Linked DNA regions of Mus musculus: all the other regions are linked to region 3. Evidence: chromatin contacts called from public HiChIP or PLAC-seq and promoter capture Hi-C data. All regions are on one chromosome and are shown on one strand. The core of a region is the stretch at or near the end of the contact, and the rest is flanking DNA. Distances in the headings are between cores, read along the strand shown.

Region 1 (5,065 bases), core at 651-3,150, 170 kb after region 3:
GCAAGGTCCTGAGGTCTTGCGTTCAAATCCCAGCAACGACGACATGTTGGCTTACAACCATCTGTAATGAGATCTGATGCCCTCTTAAGAGCCACTAGATTCGTTTCACACCAAGGTCTGCAATGAAGTATTCACTATTTCTTGTGGCTAAGCTCATGAGAACGAATGATTATATACTTCCAATCTAAGAAGAATTTGACTTAAGTGAATTTGTAGTATAAAGATTTCAAAGAAAGGAGGAGATGGCCATATCTGGTCTGAAGAATTACTTCCATAAGTCATCTCACAATTCATCTACATAAATTATTCTTTAAGAGTACCTAAAGTTGAAAGTAGAAAACTAAAAATTTAAAAGATAATTCAAAGGACTAAGAGCTAAGAAAATAAATAAACCATGAATTTGAAAAGGGGCAAGTGGGTAGAGAAGGTTTGGAGGGAAGAACGAGAAGGGGGAATAATGTAATTATAATCTCAGAAAATAAAAGAATTTTCATAAAAACTTGTCTTTTGACACTGCAGACTCCTGTAGCTCTAATTGGACTTCATCTCCTGACCCTCTAAGTGTTGGAATTACTAGTCTGTTCCAGTGGAGTCCCAGCTCTAAAGTATTTGTTTTTGAGATAGTACTGGGGATTAGACTCAGAGTCTATGTGCATACCAGAGAAATGCTCTACTACTAAGTCATGTTCTCACCAATCCAAACAGATGTGTCTTTTGTCCAGGCTCTATTCATTATTAAAACAACCTTCAATTAAAGTTTTCCTATGTTTGGATTTTTTTTTGGTTTTTCGAGACAGGGTTTCTCTGTGTAACCCTGGTTGTCCTGGAACTCACTTTGTAGACCAGGCTGGCCTAGAACTCAGAAATCCGCCTGCCATGCCTCCTGAGTGCTGGGATTAAAGGCGTGTGCCACCACCGCCCGGCCCCTATGTTTGGATTTTAAATACTCACTAAATCTAAGAGAATCTGAAGGGCTGGAGAGATGGCTCAGTGATTAAGAGCACTGACTGCTCTTTCGAAGGTCCTGAGTTCAAATCCCAGCAATCACATGGTGGCTCACAACCATCCGTGATGAGATCTGACTCCCTCTTCTGGTGCATCTGAAGTCAGCTACAGTGCAAATCTGTAGACTGGAGTGAGCAGGGCTGACCAGAGCGAGCAACCTTCATTCCCAGCAACCACATGATGGCGCACAACCATGAGTACAGCTACAGTGTTCTCATATACATAGATAAATAAAGAGTCTGAAACTGATTCAAAGCTATAAAAGCCATAAATCAGTCTGGAATCAGTTGTTGAGTAGGTACAGTGTTTTCATATATTGCTTAAAATGTCCCTTCTGGACTGGTATTTTCCAGTCAGATTTCAAAGGAGAATTTTCACCCATGTATATCTTGGTTCAGTTCCTCCAGTCTAGGAGCTGTCGTCTATAATCCTACAGTGCTATATACACTTTCTTCACTACTAGCTTCATATTAGGATTAGATTAGTTTGTAAGTTCCTGGAGGGCAGAGACAGTTATACAACTTATAATTACCACAGTTTATCAAGCATTATAACATATAGTGTAGGATAAATAATAAAACACACTTACTGTTTTTTTCCTAATGTTGCCCCAGACAAGGCCACCATTACTCTTGCCATATTTTTTAGCATTTTTTTGCATTTGGTAAACATATCTATCACAATTATTCCTGTATAAATATAAAATAATACCAAGATGTCAAATCAACATCATGTTAAACAGCAATCAATAAAAGTCTAAAATTTTCTTAACTATATTCAAAAGACTATAGTAGAAAACTTTGTTTTGCTAATTGGTCACTATCCTACTGTGGCTATTTGAAGAAGAATGGCCCCCATATTCTTAAAGGTTTGAAAGCTTAGTCATCAGTGGTAGCATTACATGAGAAGGGTTGGAGGAAGTATGTGACTGGGGTGGGCTTTGAGGTTTTAAAAGCCCAAACCAAGCCCTGGGTCTTTGCCATTTCCTGCTGATCTGGATGTAGAACTCTAGCTACTTCTCCAGCACCATGTCTGCTAGCAAGCCACCATGCTCCTGCCATAATAATTAACTAATAAACATCTGAGTCGGTAAGCAAGCCCCAATTAACTGCTTTCTTTTCTAAGAGTTGTAGTCAGAGTGTCTCTTCACAGCAAAAGACCAAGAGCTAGGGTACCATCTAGGTTTATCCCTAAGACTGTTCACTTCCTGTTTTTACTACTTTTGTTGTTCACTTCCATTAATCAAAACCAAATGTCACAGTTGACCTTTTAGACATGCCTGGTATAAAAACTATCCATTTACATCTTCCAATTATATCAAGTCTCAATCTAACTTAGCAAGTCTTTTCTTTCTATATAATTGTGTTTCTTGTTTGATTAACATACATAACTTAATCACAAACATTGTTGTACAAATGAATAAACCCACAGCTGCTAATATTTGCTTAGTGAATGATAGGTCTACCCAGATTAACACCCTATGGGTCTACTTTCCCAGCGATTGTTTGGTATAACAGAAGTTAAAGTTTTTCACTTTACAATTGTTCTCAAATTGTCATAAAAAGTAACCCTGTACACACGCACATCCCTTTTCACTTTTAGAGACAGTGTAGTCTCTTACTGTGTAGTCCTGCCTGTCCCCAAACTCAATGCTCCCTCTGTCTTGATTCCAAAGTGTTGGAATTAAAGGCATGCTTAGCAAATTAACTTCTAGTTGTTTTGAACACTGCACTACAAAAGTAGGATTCCTGCGTCAATGTACATGGTTATAGTAATATATGCCAACAAATTGCAGCTGCACAGATAATACTGATTAATAGTTTTTCACTATCATGTTGTAAAAAAGGGTTACTGTTTCACTGTTAATTTGCAGTAATGCTAAATATATTCCAGGGAACGTTTTTTGTATTATGTTATATTCCTTTTACAAAGGTTTTAATTGATAGTATTAGTTTTAATTATGTGTGCATGTGGGAGTTGGGGTGGAGATTATACACATGAGTGCACTGCCCATGGAGGCCAGAAGAGGAAGTCAGATCTCCTAACTCAAGTTCCCTGTAAGAGCACTAAGTACTCTTTTTCCCATTGAGCCATTTCCCCAGACCCAGCAGAACAGTTTTTTCTCTGATCATCTTAATATTATAGACAGCGATTGGTGGCAGATAAAACATAATATTAAATCTTTTCATTAGTGATTTATGGGTTTTGCATTTGAGTTAGAAAGATTGTTAATTCATAGTATAATATCACAAAGGATCACTATATATTTCAATTAAAATTATTCTACTTCCAATATTATACATTGAGATAACCCATAACTTGCTGAAACTAAACATGCTTAATTTTTAGGAACTATTTATGCTTCAGTTTTTTAAATGATAACTTCCCCTTGATGTTTTTAAGTTTATCAATTTACAAAATGTTTCAATGTTCTTGAATATTAAATTAACTTGAATATAAAATGAACCTCACATTCACACTTACCTTTCTATAGCGGCTAGCATGCTGGGGCTGAAATGCTGACATTGTGGAGTAGTGCTTCTCAATGGTGAAGTAATAATTGATGATGGAGATGCTGGATCCCTGTCCATATCTAGCAGAAAATCATCATCTTGACTGTATTGAAAACTTGGCAACTAGAAAACAAATATTTTCACTAAGTTCTCAAATTTATCTCATCACAAAATAATTTTGTGGACTAAGTTGTTTTCTCTATAATTTTTTCAAGTTTTATAATTAAAACTAATAGAACACAGAACAGACACTACAAAAACCATTTTCTCTTGTACAAAATAAACACAATTATACCTATTTCTAAAGGCTGTGGAGAACAGAGGTAGTCAAGTGTTTTCTAAGCATGTTAAAAGCTTTTAGTCTTTATGATCCATATAGTCCCAATTATTCAAGTCTGTTACTGCAGTATGAAGGCTGTAATATACAATACAAAAGCAAACCACTATGTTCCACTAAAACTTTGTTTATAAAAACAGGTGAAAGGGCCACCAGGACAGCACAGCCAGTAAACATCCTTGTGTGTTTAAAGGTAAAGGTTAAACTCACTGAGAAGTGGTGGAGACAGAGCCTAGAGCATTAGCACATATAATCACTAAGATGCATACTGTACGGGCTGGTTTTGTGTGTCAACCTGACACAAGTTGGAGTTATCACAGAGAAAGGAGCCTCCCTTGAGGGAATACCTCCATGAGATCCAGCTGTAAGGCATTTTCTCAAATAGTGATCAAGTGGGGAGGTCCCCTTGTGGGTGGTGCCATCTCTGGGCTGGTAGTCCTGGATTGTATTAGAAAGCAAGCTGAGCAAGCCAGGGGAAGCAAGCCAGTAAAGAACATCCCTCCATGGCCTCTGTATCGTCTCCTGCTTCCTGACCTCCTTTGGTGATGAATAGCAATGTAGAAGTATAAGCTGAATAAATCCTTTCCTCTCCAACTTGTTTCTTGGTCATGATGTGTGCAGGAATAGAAATCCTGACTTAGATACATTCCTAGCTTTACACGTTGGCTTTAGATCTGCAATTTTGCTTAGTTTCTTCAGTTTTGGGGACTACATATAAAATCAGCACTCATCCCATCTAGTATTATGTTACTTCTTTATGAGAGTCATGTAGACTAATTATATTTGTTGCAGGATATGTGGTCACACTGTGAACCCTGATACTGTGTCGGTTACTAGAAAAGTCTGTGTCTAGTTATGGCGTGGCTCAGCCCTAGCACACACCTTTAATCCAGTCTTTCTGCTTATTGTAAACAGGATTAAATAATGTCAACCATAGATAAAGAGGCAGAGCAAACAACCAGTTGACAGGGAGTGAGTGAACATAGGGAGCAAGAGGAGTCAGGAGGGCAGATAGATGCACAGGAAGGAGAAGGGAGGCACATTCAATTTGAGGGGCTTTTGAAAAGGCAAGAAGGAGGAGAGCTGCTTTTTCCTTGGGGACATAGGCAGAGGAAGAAAGCCAGCTGGGTGCTTTCTCTGTCTCTCAGGGCTACTGACTCTTTATTAGTAAAATTGAACATTTGAGAGTTTGTTAAAACAACACTTATCC
Region 2 (4,711 bases), core at 269-2,768, 150 kb after region 3:
TGCCCATTGCTAAAACATCCCAAGAATGGTCTCTAGAGAGGATCCCTGCAGGTGTCAGACAGGAAGCAACTGTGCAAAGAGATTTGGGGAGTCTAATCCTAAGCAGTGCATGGTCGGCATATTTAAAACCCAGTACAACTTGGGGAAAGGGTTGCAGGCAGCTCAGTCCAGTCAGTCCAATTCCAGTTGCACAATAAAGTGTAAGGGCTGACTGCATAGAAACTGTTTTACAAAGTTCACGTGACCGTGAGGGTGGGTTCTATAGCTTAACAGCCTAGAGTCTAGCAAAGCCACTTCCACTTTTCTGGGCAGGAAAACAGGCATTTTATCTCCTCCAATAAGAAGTCCCAGTGTGTTTAATCCTAGTTTTCCTGATGCTCTGGTTGCACAGACTTTTGTGCCCCTAGCTGTCTCTATTCTATTTGCTGATATTGTTACCCTCTCTGTATCCTTGCACTGTGCTTCCACAGCCCACATTGCTCTCAACACTACTGTCTTCCAATCCCCTACCAGTCCTCCACAGCTCTCCAAAAACATCATGGTCAAACCTGTCACATCTGTAGTACTCCAGGTACCAGCCTGTTTTAGTACCTACCCACCCTCCCTCCCTCCCTTCCTTCCTTTTTAATGTACATTGATATTTTGCCTGCATATACGTCTGAGTGAGGATGTTACACAGGAAAAGGTTACGGGCAGCTCTGTATTCTGCCATGTGGGTGCTGGGAATTGAACCTGGGTCCTTTGGAAGAACAGCTGGTGCTCTTAACTGCTGAGCCATCTCTCCAGCCCTGTCTTAGTTACCTTTTGATTGCTTTAAAGAGATGCTATGACCAAGGCAACTTATAGAAGAGTTTATTGACATTCCAACATCGTGGTGTTGGAAGCATAGCAGCAAGCACACCTGGTGCTAGAAAAGAGCTGAGAGCTCACATCTGATCCACAAGCACAAGGCAGAGAGCTAACTGTGAATGGCATGGACTTAAAAACCTTAACATCTGTCCCCAGTGGCACACCTCTTCTAATACCCACACCTGCTAACCCTTTCCAAGTGTTCTCAACAACTGGGGCCCAAGTATTCAAACATAGGAAAGTACAGAGCCATTCTCATTCAAACCACAACAGTGTGTATGGTATATACTATGTGTAGAATGGGGGTGCACACATGCCAGTTTGAGTGTGTGAAAGTCAATGGATAATTTTTAGGGGTTTTGTCCTAGCATAGGTTCTAGAGACCATACCTGGGTCTTCGGGTTCAAATGCTTAATTTCACACACACACACACACACACACACACACACATTATATTTAACTAAAAGTATTTTAGATTTTTAGTGAACCCAGGCTACCCTTGAATTCCCTGTGTAGCAGAGGATGACCTTGAAGTTTCACTCCTACCCAGCTCTCTGATCCTGGGATTGCTGGCTTGGGCAGCCATAGCAGATTTATTTAGCACCACTCCCAGTTTGTTAGTGCTGGGGATGGAAATCAAGAAAGCTTTGTGCATGCTGAGCCAACTGAGCTACACCCACCACATCCCACACCCCAGCTCCACTGAAGGCTTTTGTTAGGAACTAAGTCTATCCTACACTGAAGGGGAAAGAGAAATTGTGATCAGCTAGGAAGAGTAGGGAAGAGACTCCACAGGCTGTTCTCTGATCTCCCTATGTGTGCTGTGCCTTACGAATGTCCCACACATGGTAAATGTTTCATTTAAAAAAAAAAAAAAGGCATGATGGACTGATAAGAGCACATTTGCTTTTTCTCTTTACATTTTGTAAGTTGGGGCTTCATTTTAAATACATATTTTTATAAGTTTATTTTTATTTCCTGTATATGAGTAGTATTTTGCCTGCACAAGTGAAAGTATACCACATGCATGGTAATACCCTTGGATATTAGAATAGGGTGTTGTATTCCCTAGAAATAGAGTTACAGAAAGTTGTAAATGCCATGTGGGTGCTGGGAACTGAACCCTGGTCCTCTGTAAGAGCAGCTAATGCTCTAACTACTAAGCTATCTCTCCAGGCTCTTAAATATGTATTTATCAGCAAACTAATGTCTTTTATTCTTCTCTGTTCTTTTTTTTAAAATACTGTAAAGTTTATGTATATGTGTATGTGTGTGTGTATGTATGTGTATACACACACACATCTTTGTGAACATATGTCACATGTCTGTTTGTCTTTGGAAGATTAAGAAATTTAGGACATTTTTATTATGGTAATCAGTAATATGATTGTGATAGAGTAACTTTAACTATTGACCAGATTCATTTTTCAATTATAGTTGAACACTTAACTAGTGAAAGCGAAGATGATGTTTTCCTGAGAAAAACTAAAAAACCAAAAAGAAATGTCCTAAAGTCCCCGGAGGTAAGTCATTCCTTCCCCACAGTGCTGCAGTCAGTGAAGCCATGCTCCCGCTTCCTGACTGTGTTATATCTTAAACTGTTTGTCTGTTTCATCCAGGATCAGAAAAACAACGAAGTTGACTCACCCATTCATGCTGTAAAAAAACCCAGAGTTCTCAGGGTAAGTAAATTACAGGCGTTTTTATTCCTAGGGGTGTGGGGGTGTCTATTTGTGTCTGTGCCTGTCTCTGGGAGGCAAGAAAGGTCATCAGAGGCCCTGGAGCTGAAATTACAATGGTTGGAGCCACCCAGCACGGGTGCTGGGAAGCAGACTCGGGTCCTTGGAAGAGCAGTGTGTACTCTTAACCACTGAGTCATCTTTTCAGCCACAGTAACCTAAATTGTTTTAGGATAAGTAATATAAGAAAAAGCATGCACAGAAGAAAAAATTAGTATATTTGATCTTACAGGTATATGCTTAGTAGAACAATAGACACTATCTTTTGGTTTTGTTTTTGTTTTTCCAAGATAAGGTTTCTCTGTCCTGGAACTCACCCCATAGACCAAATTGGCCCCAAACTCAGATCCACCTGCCTCTGCCTCCTGAGTGCTGGGATTAAAGGTGTGCGCTACCACCATCACATAGCTAACACCATATCTTATGTGATTAGAATTTCTACTTCTACAAAAGAAATGGATTCATTATAAGCTTTCCTGATGATAACAATATAAATAATAAAGAAACAGAAATACAATGAATAAAAAAGAAAGCAGGTTACGGAGGTGTAATTTTTGAAGTTGAGATAAGAAAAAAAGCAGCCTTTAGCCTAAACATTAGGAGTTGTGTGTAGGAAGCTTCTTGAGAGAGGATCAACACCACAGCTAGCAAGGAAGCTGGGTGAGAAGGGTGCTGTCCATAATAGACAGCTCACACAGAGCCCATGGAGGGCAATTGCACCTCCATTCTATGAGGTCTTGAACCAGACTTTGTCCTGCCTCCTCCAAGCTAGGGACTTCTAACTGCTTCATGCTTAAAATAGTACCTTTGTGTTTTCGGCCCCCCTCAATCCACGGGAAATTAGGGTTCTGGATGGTTGGGCAAGGAGTTGGCCAGGAGAAGGGTGACAAATACAGACACAAGGGAGTGTGGTATCTAAATGTATTTCTGTCAAAGTGAGCATCAGTCTTTTATATTACAGGAAACAAAGAAATTAGTGATACATTAAGGCCATTCAAGGTACTTTGAAGTTATCTGATGCAAAATTACTTTTACAACAAAACAGAGGAATGCGTACTTAAAAGCTAACTGGAACAACTGGGATAAAATCAATGCTAACAATTGGGATCAAAAGCAGCCCCACCTAAGGTCTGTTTAATCTTAAAAGCCAGGGGCAAGGGCTTCATGCCCTTGCCATAGTTCCAATTCTAGTCTATTGTATAGTCCACCTTCCCCGTAGGCCATTGTAAATTCCTGTGTATCGGTGTAATTCAGCTATCTATAGTTCTAAGTATTTACTCTAGTTCCTTCTTAGACCACAACCTTCCTTCTTCCTAGGTCATTGTAAATTCCTGTGTAGGGCAGTGGCTCAGCTATCTATGCTCAGGGTCAGCTCAAGGACTGCCTAGGACTGGTGAAGAATCTAACTTAGCTGTATGTCAAAATCAATCCTTAGAGGCACTTATAATAAAGCAATACTGAGGGAAAACACACCGATCCATTCACCGACTAAAGCAAGGACATTGGAGCATTCGTTATTACAGGATGCCACGGTTCCAGGATACTAAGTTTCTGTGAACTTTTCGCCTCAGGACAGCATCCAGGTTTCTAGGCCTGTCACAGGAGTCACTACTGGAGTGGATGTGGCAGTCTTTCATTTCTGTTTTACTATAGCAGCAAACATCTGCAGGCCATATCTTGTAGAGTTTCTGTCTAATGGACCATTTGGACAAAGTTAATTAAAAATACCACCAATCCACATTCACTCTAAAAACTTACTTTGGCATTCTGCTCTACCCAAAATGGCTAGTGGCTTATAAGAAGTGCATTAAAATTCAGACAAAGTTGTTGTGGTAGTTGTGCTGTGTTCCGTGAAAATTATTCCTGTTACCTGTTAAACTTTCCATTCGTATTACTCTGCAAGAGCAGCAGACGGCTTTGTTAAACTTTGTTACTGCTCTATTAGTTTCTTGGTTTCAAAGGTTTTCTGTATGTTTGATGAACTTTTATCTTTTGTGAAATCCTTGAAAATCTACAGAAAGCACTGTAAGTTTTCAGCAGACACATTTGATGTGACACTAACTTGGGTGAACACATACCTGACTGACCACCAATGGTCTAGCTGGGGAGAACAATTGAGAATG
Region 3 (4,466 bases), core at 1,007-3,506:
TGATACTGATTACAACACAACCTCAGTCTGGTTAGTAACTTGGCTTCCTAAGTCCTTAGATACATGAAGAGTTTGCTGGATTTTTCAATCTGAAAATTCTGGTGACTAGAAAGAATTACCTTCTACTTCAACATAAACTGACATTCTAATGTGGACATTCTACTGTATACATCAGTCTCCTGTTCCCTTTCATGTGGACTGGGTTCCTGAAGTCTCAGCATACATGAAAAGAAGTATGCATGTAAGCTTTTGAGGTTGGATATGAGAATCTGTCTTTCTGTCCCTCCAAGCTCCCATAATAGTGTAGGTGTAATTCAGAACCTTGCACATGTTAGGCAAGTGCTCTCTAAGACCTACACCCAGCCATCCGGTACTCATTCTTTTTCACTGACCAGCATTATAATCATCTCTTGGTTTTCATTTCCATCCTTACTCTCTCTAAAAATAGAAAATGGGTGGGGACAGCAGCACGTCTGTTATTGTTTTTCTACTAAAATACATGTGTTAAACCAAACTCAGGCAGATCTACTTATACATCCAAATGATGAATGAAGGCTGTGGACGACACTCAGTGGCAGAACACTTCCCAGCATGAACAAAGCCCCTCGGTTCAGTGTTCAGGACAGTGAAATAACACAGAACAGCAGCAGCAAACCACAAAACAGAAGATAAAAGAAAGTGAAGAAACCCACCAAAGCTTTAAACCAAAGCACAGGATACATGGTTATACAGCCTCATTTATATTAATACTTTTTCCAAAATAAAAAATTAAGAACATTTTAATTATGTTATAATAAAAACTAATAAATACAATTTCAACTTGCATCACCAGGAGTATTAATTATTGTTATAAAGCACTTTGATACATGTGACTCAATTATTTCAAGATTTCAAAAAATAATATAGCTGGGTATGGTGGCACAGGGCTTTAATCCCAACACTTGGGAGGCAGAGGCAGGCAGATCTCTAAGTTGGAGGCCAGCCTGGTCTACACAGGGAGTTCAGAACAACTAGGACTAGACAGGAAAACCCAGTCTCAAAATAATAAAATAAAATAAAATAAAAATTGAGAGATATCCATTTAATACAAAGAGGGACAGAAATACTTTTGCATTTGAAGAATATAAGCTTGGAACTTCAAATTATAACTCAGTCTTTTCTCACTGAAAAGTAATTGTATTATTTCTTTTAAAAGTCTGCCGAACAACAACAAATCTGTTTTCAAGCTTGGTTTGACAGTGCACACTGGTAATCTCAACAATCAGAAGACTGATAGGAGGGTCAAGACTTCAAGACCAGCTTGGGCTATACAGTAATTCAGCATTAATGTTTCAAATACAGACACACAAAAAAGTTGCTCTTTCATGCCCCAAAGGGGTGTGGCCGTATAGGAGATACTCTTAGTTGAACTGAGTCTATTTATAGTTTCTTTTACAAAAAAAAAAAAAACACTCATCAGCTATCAAATTCTCATTTTGCTTAAAATAATGTCTATCAACCTAAATCCTCTGTGCAGAATTCTCTTAGGACTGTAATGCTAAGAACTTGCACCACAACTGAAATTGTCTAGCGATCTCCGTCTCCAGGAGACTGAAAGACTGCAGAGACTCTGGAGTATCCTAGGGGAGATGGGAAAGGTGGAGGTGGGGCGAAAGGAAAAGTCCCACAGAGGAGTTAAAAGATAAAGGCTTTAAGCACTCCGTTTAATGCAAAGGGGAAAACACTGATTCTACCTATCTATAAGAAAACTTGGTGATGCGGACAATGAAAAGGGACAGAAGCCTTTAACACTCCATAGCCAGCGGGTGAAGAGAGGAAAAGGAGGCAAGGGAGAAGAGGGCGGGGCGAGGAAGGTCCCCAACGACAAGAAAGTCTTTTTTAAAAAAGTACTCTGTGTGCTTGGCCTCGGTTAGGTTCTCCTGTACTACTAAGCAGGCTGCAGGTAGAAAGAATCTTATTTTGGACAGCAGTGAGTAGAACGTTTACAATGGTAACCAGCACTGTGCAGAACATGTCGTCTCTCTCTGCCTGCTCTGGTCCAGTTCTTTGCCTCGCATTCTGGCTCCTGGGGCACTCGGGGAACACACCACCAAAGCCTGCACCACTGTATAATAGCAAAAGGAAAATACCTGAGTCCCAGGAATAACACCTGCAGCAACAGGAGGAGGAGCCACGGAAAACTGGAACCCGGGATGGGATCCTCTCTTGCTCCCGTCAAACCTCAACTCTTATGGGTGGGGTGGAAAACTTCCGCCCCGGACAAGGGAGCGTCATTTCCGTCTAAGGCCTTGACCCCGCCTCTTCATTCTGGCTACGTTCAGACTTCCTCTTCCAGGAATCTTCGGCCTATGCTTTAAGTCCTTACATGGACTACATAACCCAGCATCCACCGCGGCAGATTGGTTTCCGGGTCAAGAGGTCCGCTCTGGGTGCATCACCATGGAAGCGCTCGGTTTGGTCACGTGGTGGCCCTGGTTACGCCGGGTGGCGCCTGTGGGGTCCCAGGCTCAGCGGGGGCCATTTTGCCGGAGGCTGGCTCCGGGAGTGGAAGGCCCGAGCGGCCTGGCAGCTGACCGGAGCCGTTCCTTCTCTTCCTCTGCAGCTCGGGGCTTGGAGAGGAACTGGAAGGCTGGGCTTCATCCAGCCCTCCCAAGACGGCAATGGTTCCCTCCAGCTCTCGCTACCTGACGACCCTCCATGGCGGCCGCGCCTTCCGAGCTGCTCCCGCTGCCGCCTCCTGCGACCCCTGGTTCCTATCGCCTCCTGAGCCGCTGTCGTCCTTACGCCCCAGGGACTGATGGTCGTCGATCCGGGGGCACCATGAGAGGCGAGAAAAACTATTACTGCCGTGGGGCTGCCGGGGATCATGGCTCCTGCCCCGCGACGCCGTCGCCTCTGGCCTCGACCCTCCTGTTACCGGCGGAGGCTGTTTCAACTAGCTGGTCCGGGCCTGGAAGTGGGCTCTCGGGCGGAGATGAGGAGGAGACTCGGCTTCTTCAACTCCTGCGCACCGCACCGGATCCTTCCGAGGCGTTCCAGGCTTTGCAGGCTGCCTTGCCGCGGCGAGGCGGCCGGCTTGGCTTTCCCCGCCGCAAGGAAGCCTTATATCGGGCGCTGGGCCGAGTGCTTGTGGAAGGCGGCAGTGAGGAGAAGAGGCTCTGCTTGCAGCTTCTCTCGGACGTTCTTCGGGGTCAGGGCGAGGCGGGTCAGCTGGAAGAGGCCTTCAGTTTAGCGCTTTTGCCTCAGCTCGTTGTCTCGTTACGAGAAGATAACCCTGCCCTACGGAAAGATGCGCTGCAGATCCTGCATATTTGTCTTAGGCGTAGTTCTGGGCAGGTCCTGCGAACTCTCATCCAAGGCCTGGAAAGTCCAGATGCCCGGCTTAGAGCTTCCACTGCGCTGTTGCTCCCTATCTTGTTCACTCCTGAGGATTTGTTGCAGGGTTTGGATCTCACTGAAGTAATAATATCTCTGGCCCGAAAGCTTGGCGATCAGGAGATGGAAGAAGAATCCGAGACAGCCTTCTCTTCACTTCAACAAATTGGAGAACGACTTGGTCAAGAGAGGTTTCACTCCTACATCTCGCGTTTGCCTTCTGCACTGAGGAGGCACTACAATCGCCGCCTGGAGTCCCAGTATGGAAGTCAGGTTCCTTATTATTTGGAGCTAGAAGCCTCCGGGTTTTCTGAAGATGCTGCCCCGTGTGTAGTGAATCTTTCCAGTAGCAATCTTAAATTTGAGATTATTCCCCAGGAACTCCATGCAAGACTGTTGGATCAGGAAGATTATAAAAACAGGACTCAGGCTGTTGAAGAACTAAAGCAGTTGCTGGGAAAATTTAACCCAAGTTCGACCCCTCATGCTAGTCTCGTTGGTTTCATTAGCTTATTGTATAACTTGCTAGACGATTCCAATTTCAAAGTGGTCCATGGCACACTTCAAGTTCTCCATTTGCTGGTCATTCGCCTGGGAGAGCAGGTGCAACAGTTCTTGGGACCAGTTATAGCGGCTTCTGTGAAAGTGCTGGCAGACAACAAGTTGGTGATCAAGCAGGAGTACATGAAAATCTTCCTAAAGCTAATGAAAGAAGTGGGTCCTCAGCGGGTGCTTTCTTTGCTCCTGGAAAACCTTAAACATAAGCATTCCAGAGTACGGGAGGAAGTAGTGAACATTTGCATCTGTTCCCTCCTGACCTACCCCAGTGAGGATTTTGACTTACCCAAACTGTCCTTTGATCTTGCTCCAGCTCTTGTGGATAGCAAACGCAGGGTACGCCAGGCAGCTTTAGAGGCCTTTGCTGTTTTGGCATCATCAATGGGCTCAGGTAAAACCAATGTTCTTTTTAAAGCTGTAGATACTGTTGAATTGCAGGATAATGGCGATGGGGTGATGAATGCCGTGCAGGCCCGATTGGCCAGAAAAACTCTTCCACGGCTAACAGAACAGGGATTTGTGGAGTATGCAAT

What was found. Promoter capture Hi-C pulls out the DNA fragments that hold promoters and counts their contacts. HiChIP or PLAC-seq counts read pairs in DNA pulled down with a chosen protein or histone mark.
Region 1: a promoter capture Hi-C map of the HPC-7 cell line shows a contact between it and region 3. The contact joins the enhancer-like site here to the promoter of Klhl28 in region 3. A contact is called at or near these places in 5 of 39 promoter capture datasets (the C10 cell line, the HPC-7 cell line, cranial neural crest and 2 more), 8 of 115 datasets of contacts at active chromatin or transcription factors (the 230-238 cell line, the SCID.adh cell line, bone marrow-derived macrophages and 1 more) and 3 of 9 other capture datasets (adipose tissue, liver and pancreatic islet).
Region 2: a contact with region 3 is called in an H3K27ac HiChIP or PLAC-seq map of embryonic stem cells, with 12 read pairs. The contact joins the enhancer-like site here to the promoter of Klhl28 in region 3. A contact is called at or near these places in 6 of 39 promoter capture datasets (the C10 cell line, the HPC-7 cell line, cranial neural crest and 3 more), 2 of 484 Hi-C or Micro-C datasets (both in embryonic stem cells), 9 of 115 datasets of contacts at active chromatin or transcription factors (the 230-238 cell line, the SCID.adh cell line, bone marrow-derived macrophages and 3 more) and 3 of 9 other capture datasets (adipose tissue, liver and pancreatic islet).

Annotation. Positions count from the first base shown.
Region 1 is chr12:65,135,156-65,140,220 of GRCm38.p6, forward strand. Mis18bp1 (MIS18 binding protein 1) reads right to left here. Exons shown (of 14, transcript NM_172578.2): 11 at 3,490-3,641; 12 at 1,595-1,694. Among named protein-coding and RNA genes, the nearest start is that of Mis18bp1, 35 kb to the right of the region's middle. Within about 2 kb of position 1,901, at least 2 of the 459 cell types and tissues checked have an H3K27ac peak or open chromatin away from gene starts, as enhancers often do. A contact at or near this core is called in the HPC-7 cell line, where this site is marked.
Region 2 is chr12:65,111,488-65,116,198 of GRCm38.p6, forward strand. It overlaps Fancm (Fanconi anemia, complementation group M), which reads left to right. Exons shown (of 23, transcript NM_178912.4): 15 at 2,287-2,372; 16 at 2,469-2,531. Among named protein-coding and RNA genes, the nearest start is that of Fancm, 38 kb to the left of the region's middle. Within about 2 kb of position 1,519, at least 13 of the 459 cell types and tissues checked have an H3K27ac peak or open chromatin away from gene starts, as enhancers often do. A contact at or near this core is called in embryonic stem cells, where this site is marked.
Region 3 is chr12:64,963,280-64,967,745 of GRCm38.p6, forward strand. It overlaps Klhl28 (kelch-like 28), which reads right to left and starts at 2,257. Exons shown (of 5, transcript NM_025707.3): 1 at 2,130-2,257. It overlaps Togaram1 (TOG array regulator of axonemal microtubules 1), which reads left to right and starts at 2,463. Exons shown (of 20, transcript NM_177805.3): 1 at 2,463-4,466. The coding sequence starts at 2,698.